Linked DNA regions of Mus musculus: all the other regions are linked to region 1. The links are chromatin contacts, called in public Hi-C and HiChIP or PLAC-seq maps. All regions are on one chromosome and are shown on one strand. Each heading gives the region's core, a stretch centred on a gene start, on an enhancer-like site or on the middle of the called end of the contact. The rest is flanking DNA. Distances are from core to core; before and after follow the strand shown. Region 1 overlaps 5430403N17Rik (RIKEN cDNA 5430403N17 gene). Region 2 has its middle 13 kb from the start of Gm39163. Region 3 overlaps Prag1 (PEAK1 related kinase activating pseudokinase 1). Region 4 overlaps Gm39163 (a long non-coding RNA gene).

Region 1 (5,412 bases), core at 1,884-4,383:
GATATAACCCAACAGACAGTGGCTGATGCTCTGACATTGCTGGTCTTTGTTGGGCTTCACCTTTCTGCTCTGTACTGACAATGCTGTGGCATTGGTTCACCTCACTTTCTTCACTGATCTTTGTTTGTTGTGACTTCGCAGAGAAAGATGTACCAAAGGTGGTGGTCTGGTTGCTTCTAGCTGCGTCCATGGACTTGGGCCCATTGGCAGAGTCTTGCCGTTTCTTCTGGACTGAGCAGCCATTGTTGGTTTCTGAGTGGTGATTGCCATGTGGACTGGACTGCAGCTGCTCGCTGCTGGTTCAAGTTGGTCTTTTGCTAGTGGACTGGACAACTGACAATTGCTGTGCTTTATAAAAAGAAAAAGAAAAGAAGGATATGTTTGGTTGGGGGCGCAATGTGGTGTAGGGGAAGGGGGTGCCTCTGCAGACCCGTGCTGAGGCATTCCTACCCCCTGAGGGACCAGCCACAGGACAATATAGAATAGAACTTATTCAGGGAGAGGAGTTGAGAGAAAGGCAGAGACAGACAGAGAGACAGACAGACACAGAGACAGAACCACATGGAGAGAGGGGGAAGGGAATGGAGAGAGAAGGTGAGAAACAAGAGCAAGAGCCAGCACAAGAGAGCGAGGAGGGGACAAGCAGTCCCTTTTATGAGTCAGGCACATCTGGCTGTTGCCAGGTAACTGTGGGGCGGAGCCTAGATGAAATGCCAACAACAATGAAGATAGAAATGGCTCCAAAGAATTATTTCTAAACAGGTCCACAATCCCTGTTTCCAATTCACCTCTCTCTTCCACTACCTCTGGTGGGTGGTGGGTTTAAAAGGGAGATTAAAGAATTTGAGAACCCTTACTAAAGTAGGTTTTGAAAAACATAAGCCTACATGCACATTCTTTCTAATAGGGTTCACCTAATTATCTGATCACTTATTCAAAAATGTATCAAAGGGCTGGACATAGGCCATTCAGTAAAGTGGCTGCTGTGTAGGGGTGAGACCCTGCATTCAGACCTCCAGCAATCATGTAAAAGCGGGCATTGGCTACAGTGCATTTGTAACCCCAGAACCAGGGGGAAGCAAAGGTGGGCGGATCCCTCTGGCTCCTGGGCCAGCAAGCCTAGATGGATGGAGGATATCCAGTTTCAGTGAGAAACCCTGACTCAAAAAACAAGGTGGGGAGCGACCACGGAAGAAACCCAGCATCCAGCTCTGGCTTCCATATGCACACACATGTGAACACGTACATACACCACATAAATAAGCAAATAAACGCTATGCCAGAAAACTCATAAAATCATAAATGAGCATGTCGACTTTTACTGAGGAGCTGGGGGCAGAAGGACAAGAGATGAATTAGATCATGATTTTCAACCTGTGGGTCGAGACTCCTTTGGCAAACTTCCGTCTTCAAAAAATATTCGATTCACACAGAAGCGAAATTAAAGTTATAATGTATCCATGAAAATAATTTTACGGTTGGGGGTTTACCATAACCTGAGGTACTGTATTAAAGGGTGTCAGCAGTTGAGAACTGGCTTAGATGAAGAGGCAATTAATTGGCTCACAGGACAGCTCAGAATCTGAGTCTCTTGAGCATACTGGACCCCCAATTCTCTTGCATAAAATGTCACCAACACTATCTTCCCACTTAGAATTGCCAAAGCAAAGCCAGAATCTGGAGAGTCCGGTCCCCAACTCGGCTACTTGCCAACCAGGTTAGTCTGGTAAATGTCATCTCTATAAGTAAAAAGCCATTACCACCCAAACATCGGGTCTTAGTTCACAGTGTTTCCCTACAGGGTTTGTTGTGCTTCTCAATAGTAAGGGATCAGCATGAGGAGCTAAGGAAAAAAAAAAATCAAATGTTGACTACAGAATTCATTGAAGGCTGAGGCTGTAGCTCATTGACACAACGCCAACCCAGCATACGCAAAGCCATGGGTTCCGTGCCCAGGTCCCTCCACAAGAGGGACTACGTTGAGTATCATTATTAGTAGATATCACATGTAACTAACTCCCAAATCCCCACTACAACAGTCCGCAGGTGGGGCTCCTCTCAGCCAGCTGTGTCACAGCACCAAGGTCTCGGGTGATTCATGGTTTTATTGGTGTTCATGGTCCTCCTAGGAGACTACCCATCTTCCTGGCTGCCAGCCCCCCCTCACTGAAGAAGGTGGTTTTATTTCACATTGTGCCTGCAGAGATGTCACCGGCCATGCCTAATTGAGTCCCACGTGCCCTTTATATTTAAGTTCCATCATTAGTTCACAGACAATAAAAGAGAAGAAAGCGCTGTAATAAGACCGAGGTAGAGGTGGTAGTTTTGACAGTTGGATGGAGAAGTCACCTCAGTATAACCAGAGTCAGTGGGTATCCATACAACCCGAGATTCTGTCATTCTAACAAATGGCCCGGGCATTGCTAGGGTGCCCTTGCCTGGACTAACAAAGCTGTAAAATACTTGATTTGTTTTTTGTGAGGCCGCTATGTAATAGTAAACCTTTTTCTCAGAAAGACTATTCATTTCACACATAACAATCAGGACGGTACGAGCTCTGGGTCCCTCGCCTACCTGAACACACTGTAAGTTTTCCTGTCAGTGCGAACCCTCCAAGATGATCTTGCTGAAGACATTTTACACGGCCATTAAACCCGACATGTGGGGTAGAAACAAAACTCAAAATCCTGAGGAAGAAATGACAATGACAGTAGCTGTGGACAAGTTTGCGCACGCAGGCATTGACAAGTGAGCCGCGCGCGTGCCTTAGGGTCACATGCATGCCGGGAGGGTAGATGGGGGCGAGGGGTGGGGGTGTGGTGGACAAAAACTGTAAAATGCTCAAGATTAGAGGGTGGATTCCAATTTTAGATCAGGCATGTGAAGAGGTAATTTAGAGGTAATTTAGCATTTTCGAATCAATGCTAAATGCAAAGTCATTCCGTCTTTCTGATTCCTGGGCTTCCTCCTTTCCTGCTTCGTTCTCAACTTGAAGTATCAGGGACCGATTGTACCGCTGGAAGGTGGGGAACTGGCTTTGGGTTTTAGGCAGTGAATTACGTGCCCCACCCTGCTCTCTCCAGATTCCTGCCTGAGTCATCCCTACAGCTCTCACCTCCCAGCTCCTTGGAGGTTCTCTGCCCTGAGGATGCCAGTCACTTTCCAGTCAGGCCACTTAATCAGCTTTCTCAGAAGCCCCAGTGTTATAATTCTTCCTGGATTCTTCCCTGGCATGGCAGTGTCTTCCTTGCAAAGTGGGTGTCCTGCTGGGATGCTTGTTGCTTTAGTAATGTGCTAAGCCTGGCACATGGTGGTCGTCTGGAGAATGTCTACAGAGTGCTCTGCAGTGATAAGCCACCCCTGGAATCCTCCAGTGAGAGAGGATGTCTGGTTTTGAGGAGACAGAATTGCACCATTGCATCACACAGCTGGGGGAAGGGAAGGTGGCCGAGCAGTTCCCACTAGTTATACCAGGAGGTTTTCTCACCGTGGGCCACATGATCACCATTTGACCTGGAACACGGTGTCATTGGAAAGAGGAGACAGGATAAATAAACATACAAAGAATTTAAACCACAGTTCCCAAAATATTTTCTGGGCAGAAACATTTCATTTTCCAGGGTTCCCTCCCTCCTCCCAATTGTTTTATTGTACTAAAACAGAGAGATAACATTTATTATTGAAACCATTTTTAAATAAACGGTTCAGTGATGCTAAAAATATTCATAATGTTGTGTAACCACGGTGGCTACCCACCTTCATAAGGTTTCTCATCTGATAAAACTGATGTTCAAACGCCACTAATAATAACCCCCTGGTTTCCTCTTCCATCCCTGGTGAACATCTTTACACTGTCTGTGTAATTGTCTTCCCCAATAGAAAAAAAAGGTTTTAATTTGGAGATCTGTACCACTGAACATTTATTAGAAGTTGGGAGATTGACATGAAATAATTGTTCCTACTTAATCTGGTGCAGTGTGACATTTTAGCATTTTTGGCATGCATTGAATAAACACTGATCTAATCAAGGTAATTAATACCTCCCTGTCCTTATCATTTATTTATCTTTGGAAACCTGGAGCTCCTCCTTCTAGGGATTTTAGTATGCACCCCCTCCATGACTCTGCCTGTCCTGTTAGACAAGCACACACCTGCTTTTATCTCAATGGTTCTCAGCCTTCCTAATGCTATGACCCTTAAATACACTTCTTCATATTATCGTGATCCCCAACCATAAAATCATTTTTGTTGCTGTATCATAACTGTAATTTTGCTACTGTTATGAGTCCTAATGCAAATGTTTTTGAAGATAGAGGTTTGCCACAGGGGTCTCGACCCACAGGTTGAGAACTACTCTTTTATCTCTTCCTGAGCTCTGTCGTAAAACTTGGACAGAAAGCATTCAAACAATTCTGGGGTCAGATGCCTTATAGAGTCTCTTTGCTGTATAAACTTGGGTCATCATCATCACTGTGAATCTTAATGAGGCTAACATTTATAGCTAGCGATCCCCTATCTGGCTACAGCTGTTTCCCTAGAATATTTTAAGAAATATGCTGTTCTGTTTCAGTGTGTTCCACGACGTCTACACATGTACTAGATGGCTATGACTCCTCCCACATTGCATATGGGTGTCACACTTTTTGACATTTGTCCCACTTGGGAATTGTTTCGTGGTGACTTTAGCTTGCTAGTGGATGACTATGAAACAGTTTCTTCCAGCTTACCAAGTAGAGCAGGTTGGTTTGTGTTTTGTGTCCCTGTTGAATGATTCTTGTGGAGATGAATAATGGGAAAATATAGCAAGATGAGAGCAAGTCAACTGGACAAAGAAAGGGATTAGATGTGACGAAGCATTTGCAATTCTGCACATACGGGTTATAGGGTTCAATGAGGTTGAAGAATTGATGTAGGTTGGTTTGAAACTTTAAGACATTGTTGGATTGTTGGACTACTACATTAGAGATTCAGAGGAAGAAGAGAAACCCAATAAAAAGCTTTGTTAGAAAATACAGAGTAGCCTGGCAGTTGTGGCTGTTCCTTTACAAACCTGTCTATCCCCCCACCCCCACCCCAAGAGAAAAGAAAAAAAAAGGGAAAGGAAAGAAAATACATTGAGTTATAATTAAACCTTTTGAATAGCATTTGCATAGATATGAAGTACCCAAGCTGACTAGCTGACTCCCCTTCCTTCCTCCCTCCCCCCAACCCCCTCCCTCCCTCCCTTCTTATTTTTTTAAGTTTTGCTATATGACCCAAGCTAGCATTTAACTTTTACTGCTCCTGTCTTAGCTCCTTCCTCACTGGAATCACAGGTGTAGATCACCGTCCCTAGCTCTGGACCGTCTTTTCTAACACGTGGTTCCAGGTAGGATGAATGACACTAGACTTATTTTAGTCATCTAAAACATT
Region 2 (5,090 bases), core at 199-2,698, 190 kb after region 1:
CAGTGACAGAGCTGTCTTTGCGGTGTCTGTGTGCATGCACATACATGCCAGTGAGTCTGTCCTGGGGCTGGGAGACAGCAGCCTGTTTGTTTCTGTGTAGAGATTGCTTCTATGTGTGTCCTCAAGGTGCAGCATCATTCAGGTTGGGGATGCTTTCTGGAGATTGCTACCCCCCCCCACACACACACACATGGCCATGTAAAGAAGGAGTGCCCAGGCAATTCTGCCAAGAATAGAGACACACTATGTGCTAAGAGACCTCTGACTTAACAGAGAGACCACTATGCTGTGGCTCAGAGCACCTTTGCCTTTCTTAGCTGTGAAAAGCAGGAAATAATCACATCACTGTAGGGGCTGCTGTTCTCCTACCTGGAAAAATGATGTGTCTTCTAAACTCAGGGCGTTTCTACCCTGATACTCACTGGACTCCCTTGATTTGAAGAAAAAGATCAGGCATACAAGGGCCTTACCTGAAACCAAATTCAGCCTATGGCGACAGAACTTGAAGGTGCCATGCTCTTCAAAGTCCCCAAGTGAGACTCTGTGTGCCTAGGGTGGAACACCTCTGAGGTCTCACCACAGAGACACTGTGGAATTGACTCCTCCCCCCATTAGGTGCCCTCGAAGCTCTGCTCCACCTCCTTGGCCGGTCATATTGCCCAGCTTTCCATTCCTCTAATGGAAAAAGCCCATGTGCCTAAGTCATTAGATCCACAGCTCCCGCACTGTGTGCTGAGAAACACCTGCAGTCAGCTAGACTAACCAGCCTGAAAGATTCATTTGAGAGGCCAACAGGGAGGGAAGGCTTTATTGTTCAAAGGAATCTTCAGGGCCCCTAAGAAATCAGCAGGGTGGCAAGGAAACTAGCTCTCTTCTCTCTAGGCCCTCCAAGCAGCTAGCTCATTTGCCTGCTTCCACCCTGAGCCGGTCCTCCTCACAGCTTGGAGCTGGGCTGCAGAGATAAACTAATTGAATCAATAACTGGAGCAGGGTTTTCATCTTGTAAGCATGTCACATAATTTCCTTTGCCAAGGCAGCAACACACTTCTCTCTGCCCATCCTCCTCTCTCTTCTTAGTGCTCTTTATGGTCTTACTTCTCAGCTATCTGGTCCTACGGTGGTCATCAAATTGTCCATAAGCCCGGCACATTGCTCTGGCCCTACCATTCTCCTCCACAGGACCCTTCTTGACAATTTATCTCTCTCCCTCTCTTAGCCTTACCCCTTTCCTCCTGTCCTTCCATTTCCAAGACAATATTTCTGGGCCATGGATGGGTGTGAGATATGAAAATTTGAGACACGGGCATGAATAATAAGTTGGGGAAGGCAGACTGAAGCCAGCAGAAACTGAGAAACGCAGCCAAGTCATTGAACGAGGCAGTATCACATTACTGCAATCCCGGAAGCCCCAGACACACTGTTAATTACGAAAAAACCCAGCTCTAAGTAGGAATCCAGTCTTTCAGATTTGGGCTGAGGCCCGAATTCATCTCAGCTTCAAGCAGGCTGAAGCCAGGAGCCACCTGCTCTCCTCATGCTGACCAGCGATGATCAGGCTAGGTGACCTGCTGGCTCATTCCTAGAATTTCCTTGCTAGGTTTCAGGTGGGGGCAGGGAGCAGCTGGATAGGAATTGTTAAAGAGGGTTGGAACTGGGACTTCCACATAGCAGCCAGGTCAGGAGGCAAGAGAGAGGAATCCAGATCCTCTGTTGCCAGAAGGGAACTAAGCCAGGGGCTTAGATTCCAAGGAGTGCAGTCTTGCTCCACATAGTCAACTGGAAGTAGCCTAGGTACCAGATCTCAGCTCAGATATGCCTAATTCCAGGCTGTTTGCAGCTAATCTGAAATGTTCTCTTGACCTTCCTCCACAGGCAAAATGTGGGTCTGTGTTTCTCAGGCTAATTTGGACACTTGTTAGAACTCATTTGAGGATGAGAAGACATAAAGACAGCCTTGAATTTGTGTTTGTTTGGTTGTTTGCTTGTTTGGTTGGTTGATTGGTTGGTTGGTGTATTTGCTGTCCCTTATGCTCATTGTGCCCATCCTTGGACCTGCTACCAAGCTTTGTAAAATATAAACTCACCTACTCTTCTCCTGTTACAAACTAGCCACTGGCTCCCTGTTGACTAAAGAACTCAGGTCAAATTCTTAACCATGGTATTCAAGACCTTTCGTCTTCCATATTGCTCAACCTTCCATCTTCAAGCTTGCCTTTGTAGACCACCACCCAGTGATGCTGAATGCCTTGAGCTTTACACACACATCTTTCTCCCCCACCTACCTTTGCTCAGGATATCTCTCTTTTTTTATACTTTTTATTAGGTATTTTCCTCATTTACATTTCCAATGCTATCCCAAAAGTCCCCCATACCCTCCCCCCCACTCCCCTACCCACCCACTCCCACTTTTTGGCCCTGGCATTCCCCTGTACTGGGGCATATAAAGTTTGCAAGTCCAATGAGCCTCTCTTTCCAGTGATGGCCGACTAGGCCATCTTTTGATACATATGCAGCTAGAGTCAAGAGCTCTGGGGTACTGGTTAGTTCATAATGTTGTTCCACCTATAGGGTTGCAGTTCCCTTTATCTCCTTGGGTACTTTCTCTAGCTCCTCCACTGGGGGCCCTGTGATCCAACCAATAGCTGACTGTGAGCATCCACTTCTGTGTTTGCTAGGCCCTGGCATAGTCTCACAAGAGACAGCTATATCTGGGTCCTTTCAGCAAAATCTTGCTAGTATATGCCATGGTGTCAGCGTTTGGAAGCTGATTATGGGATGGAACTCTTGATATGGCAGGCTCTAGATGGTCCATCCTTTTGACACAGCTCCAAACTTTGTCTCTGTAACTCCTTCCATGGGTGTTTTGTTCCCAATTCTAAGGAGGGGCAAAGTGTCCACACTTTGGTCTTGTTCTTCTTGAGTTTCATGCGTTTAGCAAATTGTATCTTATATCTTGGGTATCCTAAGTTTCTGGGCTAATATCCACTTATCAGTGAGTACATATTGTGCGAGTTCCTTTGTGATTGGGTTACCTCACTCAGGATGATGCCCTCCATGTCCATCCATTTGCCTAGGAATTTCATAAATTCATTCTTTTTAATAGCTGAGTAGTACTCCATTGTGTAAATGTACCACATTTTCTGTATCCATTCCTCTGTTGAGGGGCATCTGGGTTCTTTCCAGCTTCTGGCTATTATAAATAAGGCTGCTATGAACATAGTGGAGCATGTGTCCTTCTTACTGGTTGGAACATCTTCTGGATATATGCCCAGGAGAGGTATTGCAGGATCCTCCGGTAGTACTATATCCAGTTTTCTGAGGAACCGCCAGACTGATTTCCAGAGTGGTTGTACAAGCTTGCAATCCCACCAACAATGGAGAGTGTTCCTCTTTCTCCACATCCTCGCCAGCATCTGCTGTCACCTGAATTTTTGATCTTAGCCATTCTGACTGGAGTGAAGTGGAATCTCAGGGTTGTTTTGATTTGCATTTCTCTGATGATTAAGGATGCTGAACATTTTTTTCAGGTGCTTCTCCACCATTCAGTATTCCTCAGGTGAGAATTCTTTGTTTAGCTCTGAGCCCCATTTTTAATGGGGTTATTTGATTTTCTGGAGTCCACCTTCTTGAGTTCTCAGGATATCTCTTTAGCCAGCACTGTGTTTCCCACCTGCTGTGTCTAGTATAATGAGTTCCAGTTTAACCTCCAGGACTTAGCTTAGGAATCCTCTCTTCTGAAAGGGGCCTCTAGGTTGGAATTCCATTTATGTTCCCATGATGCCTTCTGGCCACCATACACGTTTAACCTGGATGAACTTAATGAGGGTGGAAATCCCATGCCTGAAATGCAGTAGATGATAATTTGTGTTTGTTGGGTGAACCCTACCTGGGAAGGAATTGAGGACCTAGGATTCCAATCTTACCAGTATACAGAGGACCACAGCCGCTGAGTGCAGAATCTAGCAGTCTGAACAGTGCTCCCCTTCTCTGCCTATCCCCATAGCAAGCTCCCCAGCAATGAACCTTCCCCAGCCCGAGATGCTCCAACTGTGAGCTCATGGAATCAGATGCTCCTGAGTCCCCAGGCTCTTCTGGTCTTGGTCAGGCCACAGCAGGCTGCAGACACGCCCCGATGACTCTCACGTTGCCCCTGGAGAACTGAATCCCTCCAGCAAAGCTTAGGTCATTGTCCCTGAAAGAGGGCCATGTCTGAGTCAGGTGGAAACAGGTAAAGCAGGCGTGACTCTTCATTTGCAAAGGCAAATGTGCAGAGAGAAAGCCAATTTAAAAAAGAAAAAGAAAAACAAAACACCAACCCTATTTCAATGTCCATTTTGGTCTCTTGTTTATTTTAGGAGTCAGCCTTTCATGATCCCTCTCCCCTTTCCAGGCAATTGAGCTCTGAGAAAGCATCACAAGTGGTGAAAAGGGCTAGGATCATCTTCAGTCTCCCTGCCATCTGTTCACTATGGCTATCAATGAAAATGGCATCTTCTCCAACATCACTGACCACCCAGGTGGTGGCTGACAAAGCCTTACTTCCATCAGAGGAGATTTCATTCCCATTTGCCATATCTAGCGTTTGGTGGCCACAAGGCCATGCAGGTACAAGGACAAAGAACTCAGTGGACCCACAGAAGCCACAACCACCATGCCTCAGCAGACATTGCCACCTTATAGTGATGAGACATGGGACCACTGTGCTTTTTGATCATCTGAGTTCATATGTGCAGGGTTTGGGGTCACTTCGGTTCTAGCTCCAGCACCCCTAACAATGGGCAGAGGAGCCAAGAGTAGGAAGTCTGTGTCTCAGAAACCTACCAACATTTGTGATTTCACAACATCCCTCTCCAATTTGCTCTCCTCCAGTAGATGACATCCGGTTCTAGCTAATGTGTAATTGGGGTAAAAGGACAGAATGACTTCCTATAACCATCTATAGTCTACCAATCAGTTATCTCAGCCCTGTTCCCATTTCCTAAAAGCTTATCTTTTGAAAATCAAAAGCCTCGGAAGATTTTTTTCTTCTTTTGATCTCTTCAGCCCTGTCCTTTTCCCTTGCCAATGATCACAGCCTAATGTAGTCATTG
Region 3 (5,133 bases), core at 1,943-4,442, 240 kb after region 1:
TCAGGAGGCAGCTAAAGGAGAGCGGCAGGACCTGGGAAAGCAATTAACATGCCCAGAAATCCAGTTGCTTTGTGTCTTTTGTTTCTGGGCAGAGCCAAATCTAGTTTGACATGACTTACGAGTTTTGAGTGACACGGGCAGTAGATAGCCATTTGTCTCATTAGAGCAGCAGACAAGCAGTTCTCAAAGAAACCCCAAATTCGAACGATAGGCCCAGGGTCAGAGATGAACTTGATGGCGGAATCAGAAAACAGTTGGGCTTATGTTTGGTATGGTCTGGGTCAGGTAAGGTAAATAATGTAAGAAAAAGTTTCCCCACGGAAGTGGGCGATATTTTTGTTCTGCTGTTACCAATTTTCAATTTAACCCACTACATTGTACGCTGTTTTTTCTCTCTTTGGGGTGCCCAGAAATGAAGCTCTTCCTTGTTCAGTCACCTCCTGTGTTGGAGGGACAATGTCACCAGTAGAGTTCTTTCCATGCACAAAGGCTAGGGCATCTGTGCACTTTGCTAGTGGGAAGAGCTGACACGTCTTCATTGTGTGGTGTCCTCCCGAAACGTGGTCACACAGCACGATCCCCCAAGAATGGAAGGAGAGTGACTGAGATGGCCATTTATCTTCAGTGTCCATATCCAATCTGATTAAAGCTTCTAACACTTTATATCAGCCCCAGTCCATGTTGGAGCGAATCATAGGGACTGACACCAGGGCATAGGAAGTCTTGAGACTGCGTGGGCCTATCTGGGTGGCAATTTGAAGTCACTTTATGGTTAGGAAGCACTGTGTATAGAGAATCTTCTCTAGCTATGTGCAGCCTTTCTGGCCATGTTTAAATGAGAGGTGGAGTTGGGTTAGGGTGAACACATGCTGAGCACATTCTGTGGGAGAAACTGCACACTCTCTACACACAGCAGAACAAATGGAACAAGGCCCATGTGTCAACAGTGAAGACTATACTCTGCTACACCATAGGCAAGCCAGCAGTTGGCCTCTTCCCATGGGCTTGTAGACAGAATCTGGAAACGGGGAATTATATATTTTGCAGGCAGGAATTATTAAAATTAATTCCCCAAATTAATTCCTGTCTTTTAATCTTATAATGTTTTAACAATTGCTGACTTGATGGATATATATATATATATATATATATATATATATACATACATAGGTATGTATATCTGTGTGTATGTGTGTATATAATACAATCTTTAAAGGACTTCTATACAGTTTTGAGCATATGCCCATGACTATTCCTAGGAGTTAGAGATTCTTTAAATCACTGGATATCTACTAATGACCTACTTTTTATATTAGGCTGTGTGCAAGATGCTAAAAGCCCAGCAATAGGGTTTTTTCCCCTCTTGGGTTCTGAGGATTGCATCTGTGTGAATTCAATGAGCAGGTGTGCAGTGTGACCTCAGTGAGCAGGTGTGCAGTGTGACAACCAAAGGCTGTTCCCGGCTTTGACTGTCTTTGTTAAGACCTGTTCTCGTAGATCTGGGTTCTCGCCGCAGCCTGTGCTCTCTGTTCAGTAACAGAGCCATGAACTCAGTTCAGTGTGCACGAGTCATGAGTTATATGTCCTGTTGACTAATTTTTCCAGAAAAGCACCTACCTTCTTACTCAACGTGATGCTCAAGAGAAGTTGACAGAAGAAGCAAATAACTTGGAATATGAAGTGTTCTGAGCCTAAGTCCTGTGGTAGTCCTGTGCCCTGTTCATACCTCATTTCGTGATGGTAGCACAGTGTGCCTTGCATTACATTAAAACTTGGCCCACGTTTTCATCTCTTCAAGAGACTACATTCCCGAGAGTGCACAAGTTATGTCTCATGAGTTCTTGCTTAGAATTTCTATCACATCTTTTAGCAAAGAACCATATATAGTAGATATTCAGGGAGGAATTTTTTTTTAAATTATTATTAGGGGGATGGAGAGATGACTTCATAGTTAAGAGTGTTTATTGCGTTTGGAAAAGACCCAGGTTTAGTTCCCAGCATGCACCCCAACACTGTCTTCTGAGCACCATGCTCTTGATGTGCAGAGTACACACATGCACACACATGTGCACATAGCACAGAATAAATAAACATCCAAAAATTATTGCTGAGTATGATGTGTGTAGGTGCATGTGCCAGGCTGTGTGTGTAAAGGTCAGAGATAACTTCGTGGAGTCAGTTTCCCCTTCGGGTGGGTTCTGAGCATTGGGTTCAGGGCATGCAGATGCCCTTACATGCTGTATCATCTTGCCAGCCCAGAATAGTTAGTTAGTTAGGTTTTGTTCTTGTTTTTGTTTTTCGAGACAGGATTTCTCTGTGTAGCCCTGGCTGTCCTGGAACTCACTCTGTAGACCAGGCTGGCCTCAGACTCAGACATCCATCTGCTTGTGGCTCTGCCTCCCAAGTGCTGGGATTAAAGGACTGTGCTACCACCGCCCAGGCGGAATGTTTCGTTTTTAAGAAGGCCATAGCACACTATGGAGTAAGCAAGTTTCTCTCTAGCTTTTCACTGGGCACCCATTGTAATTCCCTGCCTGCCCCTGCTCAGTGGAACGTTGCCACCTTGAGTTGAATAAGCTGAGGTTAATAATTGTCCATGCTTCAAGGTGGGCAAACACGGTGGGGCTCCATGCATTCTTTCTTGGATTAATTACTCTCCAGTACTTGTACGTTTCAGTCTTGCAAGTGGCCTCTGCTACTTATTGCTACTTAGTTTTTTGGTTTGGTTTGGTTTGGTTTGGTTTTAAGCTGAGCAGTTGTGTGGAACCAATCCCCTCTTACCAGAAGAATTCTCTTTTCAGGTAGTAATCATCTAGAATTTTCCTCTGAGCAGCAAATTACAAGAATTCTAGGGTGATGTTGCTTCTCTGAGTAGAACTTTTTCATACTTTCTGAGAGAAGTCTGGAAACACAGACCGAAGCTAGATGACAGTCCTCAGTCTGCATCTAGTCGCCAAATGGACTTAGCTGCTGGGAAGTCCTGACTGCTTCCGAAGCGTGGAATTAACCAACTGGTAGGCAGCTCTCTGCTAGTGCCCCAAGGCATGCTATGGGAATTGTTGATTTGATTAGCTATAATTCGTTCTTTCACGGTTGAGAGATTAGCGGCAGACAGTCCTTGCTATCCTCTGTGCAGGCAACAACTACTACATTTCTGATCATAGACACCTTCAGGCGCTGTGTAGAAATCGGTGAGCATTTGCTTCTAGTGGCTGTAGACAGATCCCAAGCAATGTTTCATGTTAAGCGTGTGCTCGTGCTCTTCCTATGCAACTCTGTAAGATTCCCTACTTCAACGAGCTTATGCCCTGCGCGCTGGGTGACTTTTTCTGTGTGCTTTCCCAGAAGGCGGACTTTTGTCACAGTGGCTGGGTGACAAGGGAAACCTCCACATTAAAGGCTGTTTTCACAAAGAGATCTTTCCCTTTTGTTTATGTTTTATTTCTTTACAGTGTGTTTGGGTAGTGAATGCACATGTGTGCACGTATGTGTGCACGTACTTCGCTCTGTGAGCCTGCACACAGAGGCCAGAGTCCGAGGTCTACCTTAACCACTTCTCCACCTCAGTTTTTGAAGACAGGCTCTCTCACTGAACCCGGGGCTCATCATTTCTGCTAGGCTGGCTATCCAGCCTCCACATCCCACATACACACCATTCTACCTGTCTTCCCCAAGCAATGGTGTCACAGGCTTGTGCCACAGTGTCCAGTGGATCCTGGGATGCTGAGATCCCAAGCCAGGTTTTCATTCTTGGTCAGCAAACCTTACCAGTGATTCACCTCCTTAGTCCAGCAGCCTTCTCTTTCCCCTCAGGTATTGTTCTTTGGCAGGTTATTGTTTCTGTCACTGGCAAATGACTCCTTGACTTCCAGCAGTTTGGCTTTGAGCCATTTCATACCCGTTTGCCTAAGTGGTTTTGTTTTCGAGACAGGGATTGTGTAGCCCTGACTGTCCTGAAACAAGCTGTGTAGACCAGGCTGGCCTCATACTCACAGAGGTTCACCTACCTCTGCCTCCTGAGTGCTTGGATTAAAGGCATGTGCCACCATTGCCCGGCTGTTTTAAAACATGTTTAATACTCTCAAACCAAGATAGGGTGTCACTGTATGCTCCTGAATTGTGGGAAACCCATCAGGATGGCCTCTACCTTTGGGTGTTCCACGTAGGCAGTCAGGATTAATGGGAATAAAATACACTGCATGAATACGAGAATTGTTGATATCAGTAGACATGACAGTAAGTAACAGAAACTTGAAGAAAGTGAAGACGAGCCTAGAATTTTAGAACCAGTCATCATTTAAAATAGTTCATAACTAAAATGTATAGATCAAAGCAAAAGTAAGCTTTTGTGGCCCAGTGCCCACTATCAGGAGGGCAGGATCTTCTATGGCAGTTCAGGTCAGGTAGAGACTTTTCTAGCACTTTATGGGAGAACCTAGCCTGTGATAAAGGTTGCTGCGATTGATTAGTAATGTCTGCAGGGCATGCAGAGATGGAAGTTCTGACTCTGACACCTGTGCTAGCTATTTGAGAAATTGGCGTTAAAGCCTAAAATCGACCATCTAAGGTGCTAAAAGGCTGGCACTCAGTAACCAGTCTCTACATTAACTTAGGAGTTCAATACTTCCTTTATTTAGGGGATGGGGTCTGTTTTCTGTCTAGCCTAGAGTTCTGTAGTTGAGTGTTAGCAGAAAATGTAATTTCTGACTTCCAACTGGAATGTCAAGATGTTTTGCTTCTGCTCAGTGAGTGACTAGAATGATCTATGAACACTAACCTTTCGGAGCCCTGCTGGAGTAAATAACACTTATTACTAACTTACTACCTGTCTCTTAAGGTAGTCCTTCTCTTTATATATCTTAACTTTATTTTTCCAGTCTTTAAATCTTTAAGCAGCGTGTGTTCATCCCTCGCCTTGTTGGCTTTCTGCATCCAAAACTGGAGGGGGAGGGAACAGATATGGGAAATGTGTCAGAATCCTGTGGAGGGTTAATCTCACTGTGGAAATGAAATCTTATGAATTTGAACTAGATAAACAAATGCTGTGATTTTTCTAATACATACTGGTAATAAGATAGATCATCTTTTATGTAAAGATATTCAGCAGGGCAAAGGGCACATCTATAAGAGTTG
Region 4 (4,965 bases), core at 33-2,532, 210 kb after region 1:
ATTTTCCCTACTTTTCCTTGACTCCACACGGGTTTCAGGTTTTGAGGTAGAAGAACACAGAGTAAGAGGAACGAGGTAAGGAAGAAATATTTGCACACGAGGGGAAATCAAATACTCAAAGTGCATCATGTCCCTGATGGAGGTGAGACCAATACTTGTTGAGTATAGGTTGTACAGGGTAACTAACTTCTCCCAGAGAGTATGTGCAAAGGGAGAGGAAAGTGACTGCTTGCTAAAGCAAACAAAACGCTCCCTCAGAGATCACAGCCAACAACAGTCAACAGTCACAATAAGAACAGATCCAGTGGGTTCAATTCAGCCAGACTCTTGCTTGCTCCTCAAACCTATGTGGGGTCATGAGAGAAGGGGGATGAATTCCACTTAAGCTACATTCTACAAGACAGGTGACTACACCTCATCTCATAAACGGTCAAAGTCATCAACCAAGGTGCTTAAGAACATCTGATAGCTGTCACATATTGCCTGGAACGGGGCCCAAAACCAGAATAAAGCGGGGGGGGGGGAGACCAATTACTTAAGAACTAAGGAAATATACATAAATACACTGTAGACTTGTATTCTTTATACTGCGTTAATATTGATGTATGAATTATAGCAAACAGACCATAGTAACATGGGACACTAGATTCAGGGAATGTAGGGGTTTTCTAAATTATACTTACATTTTCCCCCCTTTATAAATCTGCCAGCTTGACACCAAGGAGGCAGGCCTCAGGCACACCTGTGAGGTATTATTGACCTTAAGGTTAACTTCTGGGAATGTATGTGAAGAATGGTCTTGATCTCCTTAATTAAAGTGGAAAGCCCACTCTAATTGTGGGTGGTGCCATTCCCTAGGCAGAGGACCCTGGGCTGGACATCAGTAGAGGAAGAACTGTAAAAACAGTAAGCAAGAACTCGCATGCAATAATTCAGTGGAAGGCTAGAATGTGACTTCTCTCATGCTCCTGCCACTCTGCAATGGTGGACTTTAATTTGGAACTGGGAGCCAACTAAACCTTTAAGTTGCTTTTGTCCAGAGTATTTCATCACAGCAACAGAAAAATCCAAAACTGGTCCAAAATGTAAAGTTTTATTTACTTATTTTTTCCATAATGTAACCACATACGTGTGAATCCTTAGAGAAATGGGTTTGAAGGCAGTCTGGGTGGCTGGTGACTGTCTGCACTCAGGAGCTCTTTGGTGGCAAGGCTTGTGGCTCATGGAACACAATGTTAAACTCTGAACCTCAGCCGAGATAACGCCAAGAGAAGCTCAAAGATTTATGATCTTGTTGTTTAAGGAGTGGAAGAAGAAGGAAGGCTTGGGGAGTCCGTTAATGATTAACCCACGTGTTTGCTTTGTTCCAGTTACAAAGGAGAAAAAGAAAAGCCCGTCATTTACAAAGAATTAAATCAACCACTTATCGGTAAGACTGACTAAAGTATTTTGTTTTTATAAAATATAAATATGATAAGTAAGGAGTCTTTATTTCAATAATAGTTCTTTGTTGACTTTTAAAATCTTTTAGAAGTTTACGGAGACTGTGTAGTCACTCAAGAAACAGATTTTAGTAGCCCCTTTATTTTATGTTCTCTTCTCTGCATAGCTAATATTATAGGCCATTCTTAGTAATGAAAACTTACCCATTTAGTTTATATTTATGACTTGCAATCCCATTGTATTACACTCATTTTTCTTTGCATAAGGCCCATATAGCACCTGTTAAATTATAAATTGTATTTTGATCCTAAGTAAATCTTTCTTGGCTATAAATATTTTATTCTCCTATTAAATGTTAATGTTTTGTTTTATCAGACTACATACAAGTTCTATCTCCCCCAGTGTCTTTGTAGATGTGATAAGTGAACTTTTGCTTTCATTCTCCATTCTTCATGCCTCTCTCTCTTTTCTTTCCAAAGTACTTGGTGGGCATCTTCTCTGGTGGGCATTTAGGGAAACCAACATAAATGACAGCAGATATCAGCAGCAGAATGTGTAAGAGAAGCAGGTGAGAGGGAGGGTAACCCAATGTCACTGTATGAGGATGTGGCTAGAGACTTCGGAGGATGCTCATGAGGAAATACTGAACCTATGGATGCTTTTAAGGTGGAGGTGCCTCTCTGTGCTGCTTTTCCATGCTCAAAACTTGATCATCATTTCCAGAAGACTCCCTGTGTGTCTTGAAATGAATCTGGAAGTTGATACCTTCGATCAGCTTTCAGAGGTGTCAAGTGTAATGGACTCAACCAAACTGCCTTATAATGACCTGACCTCTTTTTTAGCAACACCCTCTACAAATACAAAATGAGGCATTTGTATTAGTAGTACAAATTGGAGTCCTTGAAAGAGCTCTCTCCTGATCAAACCCATTGAGCAGAAGGGATTTGTAGAGGTAACAATAATGATACATTGCTTTCTACAATATTTAGTCAAATATTTGAGTGGAAACCAAGTGTTAAGAAAGTTACTGAGTTCTTCTTTTTTTGTTTTTTGTTTTGTTTTGTTTTCCATTTGGTCCTTGGGAATTTGACTAGAGGGGGTCTGGTTCTGTTTGTTTTTGTTTTTGTTTTTTTTTTTCGTCAACTCAAAGTTATAAATAGTTAACAAACCATAATCTGAGAGTGATTAAGCTGATCTCCATGGCTGTCTTGAAAAAAGAATGTCCCCTTTGTAATCTACAAGGGGTCAAAGTAGAATCCTGTCAGAGGTCTTAGCGTCATGCTTTTGCTCCAAAATGTGCTGAATGCCAGGAAGTTGTGTCATGTTACTGTGTGAGACAGTGTCTATTTCAATACACAGAACTACAGTATATAGAATAAGCAAGATCCACCAGCAAATTTCAACAGTGACATTGGACTCTGAGCATTCATTATTTCAGCTCAGTCTACCAGCACTTAGCAGAGTGCTTTTTAAGATTTCTGTTAAGTATGAATGTTATTTAAAATCTGATTTTACGCAGGTGGCACTGTAGCTCTATCAGCATTAGTGGGAGAAAAAGTTATTTACACACAGACTCAACATGCTCACTGCTCTTTATACTGTACTTAAGTTACACCCCAAAATAGAGTTTATTAATGCTGAGTGTTCATAAAAACGCTAATGAGACCATCAGGATGACATCTAAATTCTCCTACATGAAAAGTAACAATGTCTGGAAGGGAAGGGAGGGAAGGTTGCAGGGTGCTTAGCATATGACCTGGCTTCAGTGTGCTGTAGATGAGTCCAGGTATGGCTGTGGTGTTTTCACAGCTGTTTCATTAAACATGGAAAGTCCTGATGGTGGGTCTTAGACCTAAATGGCTTCCCTGCCAGAAGAGAATGCTCTATTCCAGTCTAAATCAAGGAGCTGGCGCTGCCCTTGTTACACCAACTATTCCAGGCATCTGGGATTCACAGAGAGTGCTCCCTCACACACAGGGCTGGGTCTCATTCATCTCCCCCAACACTATCTGCACTTTGGCGGTGGGCCATAGACTGAGGCAGAAATCCCACCTAGTAAAAGGCTATCCAAAAGCAGCTGCTGAGAAGCTGCCTAAGACCCCTCTGCTGCCTGCCTTCTGGAACTTTCTGCCCCTCCCTTGCTTTTCTTCTTTACTTTCTTGGGAATAGCCATTATTAACTCTTAAAGTCCTCATAAGGTCCAGCCAGGAAATAGCTCTTGTACCAGGATAGCTTAGACAATGTGTGTTCCCATCACACCTATGGCAGGACCACCCTCCAGTGGGTGAGCACTCTGTGAATCCCCTTGATGGTGTCATGATCATGGCTTGAGCCTTTGCCCATGAAGATAGAGTGAAGTAATATGGTGATAAGGAAGAGTGATGGATTGGTGTTGGGAGGAGAGTAGCTTGCAAGATGGATACTGCCTATTCTGAAATCCTCCGGAGAGATTTCAGCATATGGGAGAAAGTCACAATGTTGTCACTGTCAGATGAGAATTTTAATAACTGTGTATAGGCTTAGATTTTTCAAAATCTACTTTAATAAGGGTTCTTAAATGCTTTAACTTCTCTTCTAGCCTATCACCCACCAGAGGTAGTGGGAAGGAAAGGTTAATATGGCAAAAGAGAATGTGAACCTGCTTAGAAATAGTTCTTTGGGGCAAATCTAATCTTTGCTGTTGGGATATCAGTAGGCAGCTCAATCCACTTGCAAACACCACTCAACATCACCATCATCAATGGCAGTTCGATTCAGAAGAAACCTGAGTCCACACAGAATCAACAAGAAGCCTCTAGAGTATCACGAGAAGTCCTTTGGCGCATTTCTGTCTATGAAGTCACGAGAAATGGTAATCAGCAAAGAAGGCAAGGCGAACCAATGCCATAGTGCCGTCCACTGTCTGTTCGGTTACGCTCATACCCTTTCCAAACATCACTTGTCCTTTCAAGCATCCACTCTAGCAAAACACCATGTGCTCTTTTCCCAAACAGCTTCCAAAACCACCACGTGTCTGTTCTAAAAAAAAAAAAAACAAAACAAAACCCAAAACCACCCTCCCACATGTCTGCTTCAGCAAAACATACTTTCATAAGACAGTTTTCAGAAAAACATCACATGGCACAACTGAGTCTCCAAAGAAACCAGAAATTTCCACTTCATTGTGCATCTTGGAGGAGATGTTACATTGAAATAAGTCCCAAAAGGGAAAAGGCTATGCCTGAAGTGTGTGTGTGTGTGTGTGTGTGTGTGTGTGTGTGTATACATGCAACACATAGGCGCATATATATATATATATATATATATATATATATATATATATCACACCCTGCTTTGTAAAAGAATGTGCCAGCCACCTGGGATGTGTTTTCCTCTGCCTCTGAGAAAAAATTTCTTGGCTTGCAATGACTGGCACTAATTCAAGTGAGATAATCCCAGATGAATCGCTCACCTTGTCATTCCAAAACCCAGATACTATTTAGTTTTAAAGTAATTATTTCTGTCCTTCTCTCAAAGGTGATT

Evidence for each region. A called contact is a pair of places that touch in the nucleus more often than the background predicts. HiChIP or PLAC-seq counts read pairs in DNA pulled down with a chosen protein or histone mark.
Region 2: a Hi-C map of the N1E-115 cell line shows a contact between it and region 1, with 2.3 times the contacts expected there. The contact joins two enhancer-like sites. A contact is called at or near these places in 9 of 484 Hi-C or Micro-C datasets (MC3T3-E1-derived osteoblasts, the N1E-115 cell line, cerebellum and 4 more).
Region 3: a Hi-C map of the N1E-115 cell line shows a contact between it and region 1, with 2.9 times the contacts expected there. The contact joins two enhancer-like sites. A contact is called at or near these places in 2 of 15 datasets of contacts at CTCF or cohesin (large pre-B cells and stem cell-derived epiblast-like cells), 42 of 484 Hi-C or Micro-C datasets (the 3T3-L1 cell line, 3T3-L1-derived adipocytes, B cells and 32 more), 15 of 115 datasets of contacts at active chromatin or transcription factors (bone marrow-derived macrophages, cardiomyocytes, craniofacial prominence and 9 more) and 1 of 9 other capture datasets (embryonic stem cells).
Region 4: a contact with region 1 is called in a FOXA1 HiChIP or PLAC-seq map of pancreatic cancer cells. The contact joins two enhancer-like sites. A contact is called at or near these places in 11 of 484 Hi-C or Micro-C datasets (B cells, the NIH/3T3 cell line, bone marrow-derived macrophages and 5 more) and 3 of 115 datasets of contacts at active chromatin or transcription factors (craniofacial prominence, embryonic hindbrain and pancreatic cancer cells).

What each region holds. Positions count from the first base shown.
Region 1 is chr8:35,862,793-35,868,204 of GRCm38.p6, forward strand. It overlaps 5430403N17Rik (RIKEN cDNA 5430403N17 gene), which reads right to left. Exons shown (of 3, transcript NR_046181.1): 3 at 1,293-3,513. Among named protein-coding and RNA genes, the nearest start is that of 5430403N17Rik, 17 kb to the right of the region's middle. Within about 2 kb of position 3,134, at least 62 of the 459 cell types and tissues checked have an H3K27ac peak or open chromatin away from gene starts, as enhancers often do. A contact at or near this core is called in the N1E-115 cell line and pancreatic cancer cells, where this site is marked.
Region 2 is chr8:36,051,148-36,056,237 of GRCm38.p6, forward strand. No RefSeq gene overlaps it. Among named protein-coding and RNA genes, the nearest start is that of Gm39163, 13 kb to the right of the region's middle. Within about 2 kb of position 1,449, at least 34 of the 459 cell types and tissues checked have an H3K27ac peak or open chromatin away from gene starts, as enhancers often do. A contact at or near this core is called in the N1E-115 cell line, where this site is marked.
Region 3 is chr8:36,107,564-36,112,696 of GRCm38.p6, forward strand. All of the region lies in intron 3 of Prag1 (PEAK1 related kinase activating pseudokinase 1), which reads left to right. Among named protein-coding and RNA genes, the nearest start is that of Prag1, 15 kb to the left of the region's middle. Within about 2 kb of position 3,193, at least 6 of the 459 cell types and tissues checked have an H3K27ac peak or open chromatin away from gene starts, as enhancers often do. A contact at or near this core is called in the N1E-115 cell line, where this site is marked.
Region 4 is chr8:36,072,174-36,077,138 of GRCm38.p6, forward strand. It overlaps Gm39163 (a long non-coding RNA gene), which reads left to right. Exons shown (of 3, transcript XR_870358.2): 3 at 1,371-1,434. Among named protein-coding and RNA genes, the nearest start is that of Gm39163, 8.3 kb to the left of the region's middle. Within about 2 kb of position 1,283, at least 22 of the 459 cell types and tissues checked have an H3K27ac peak or open chromatin away from gene starts, as enhancers often do. A contact at or near this core is called in pancreatic cancer cells, where this site is marked.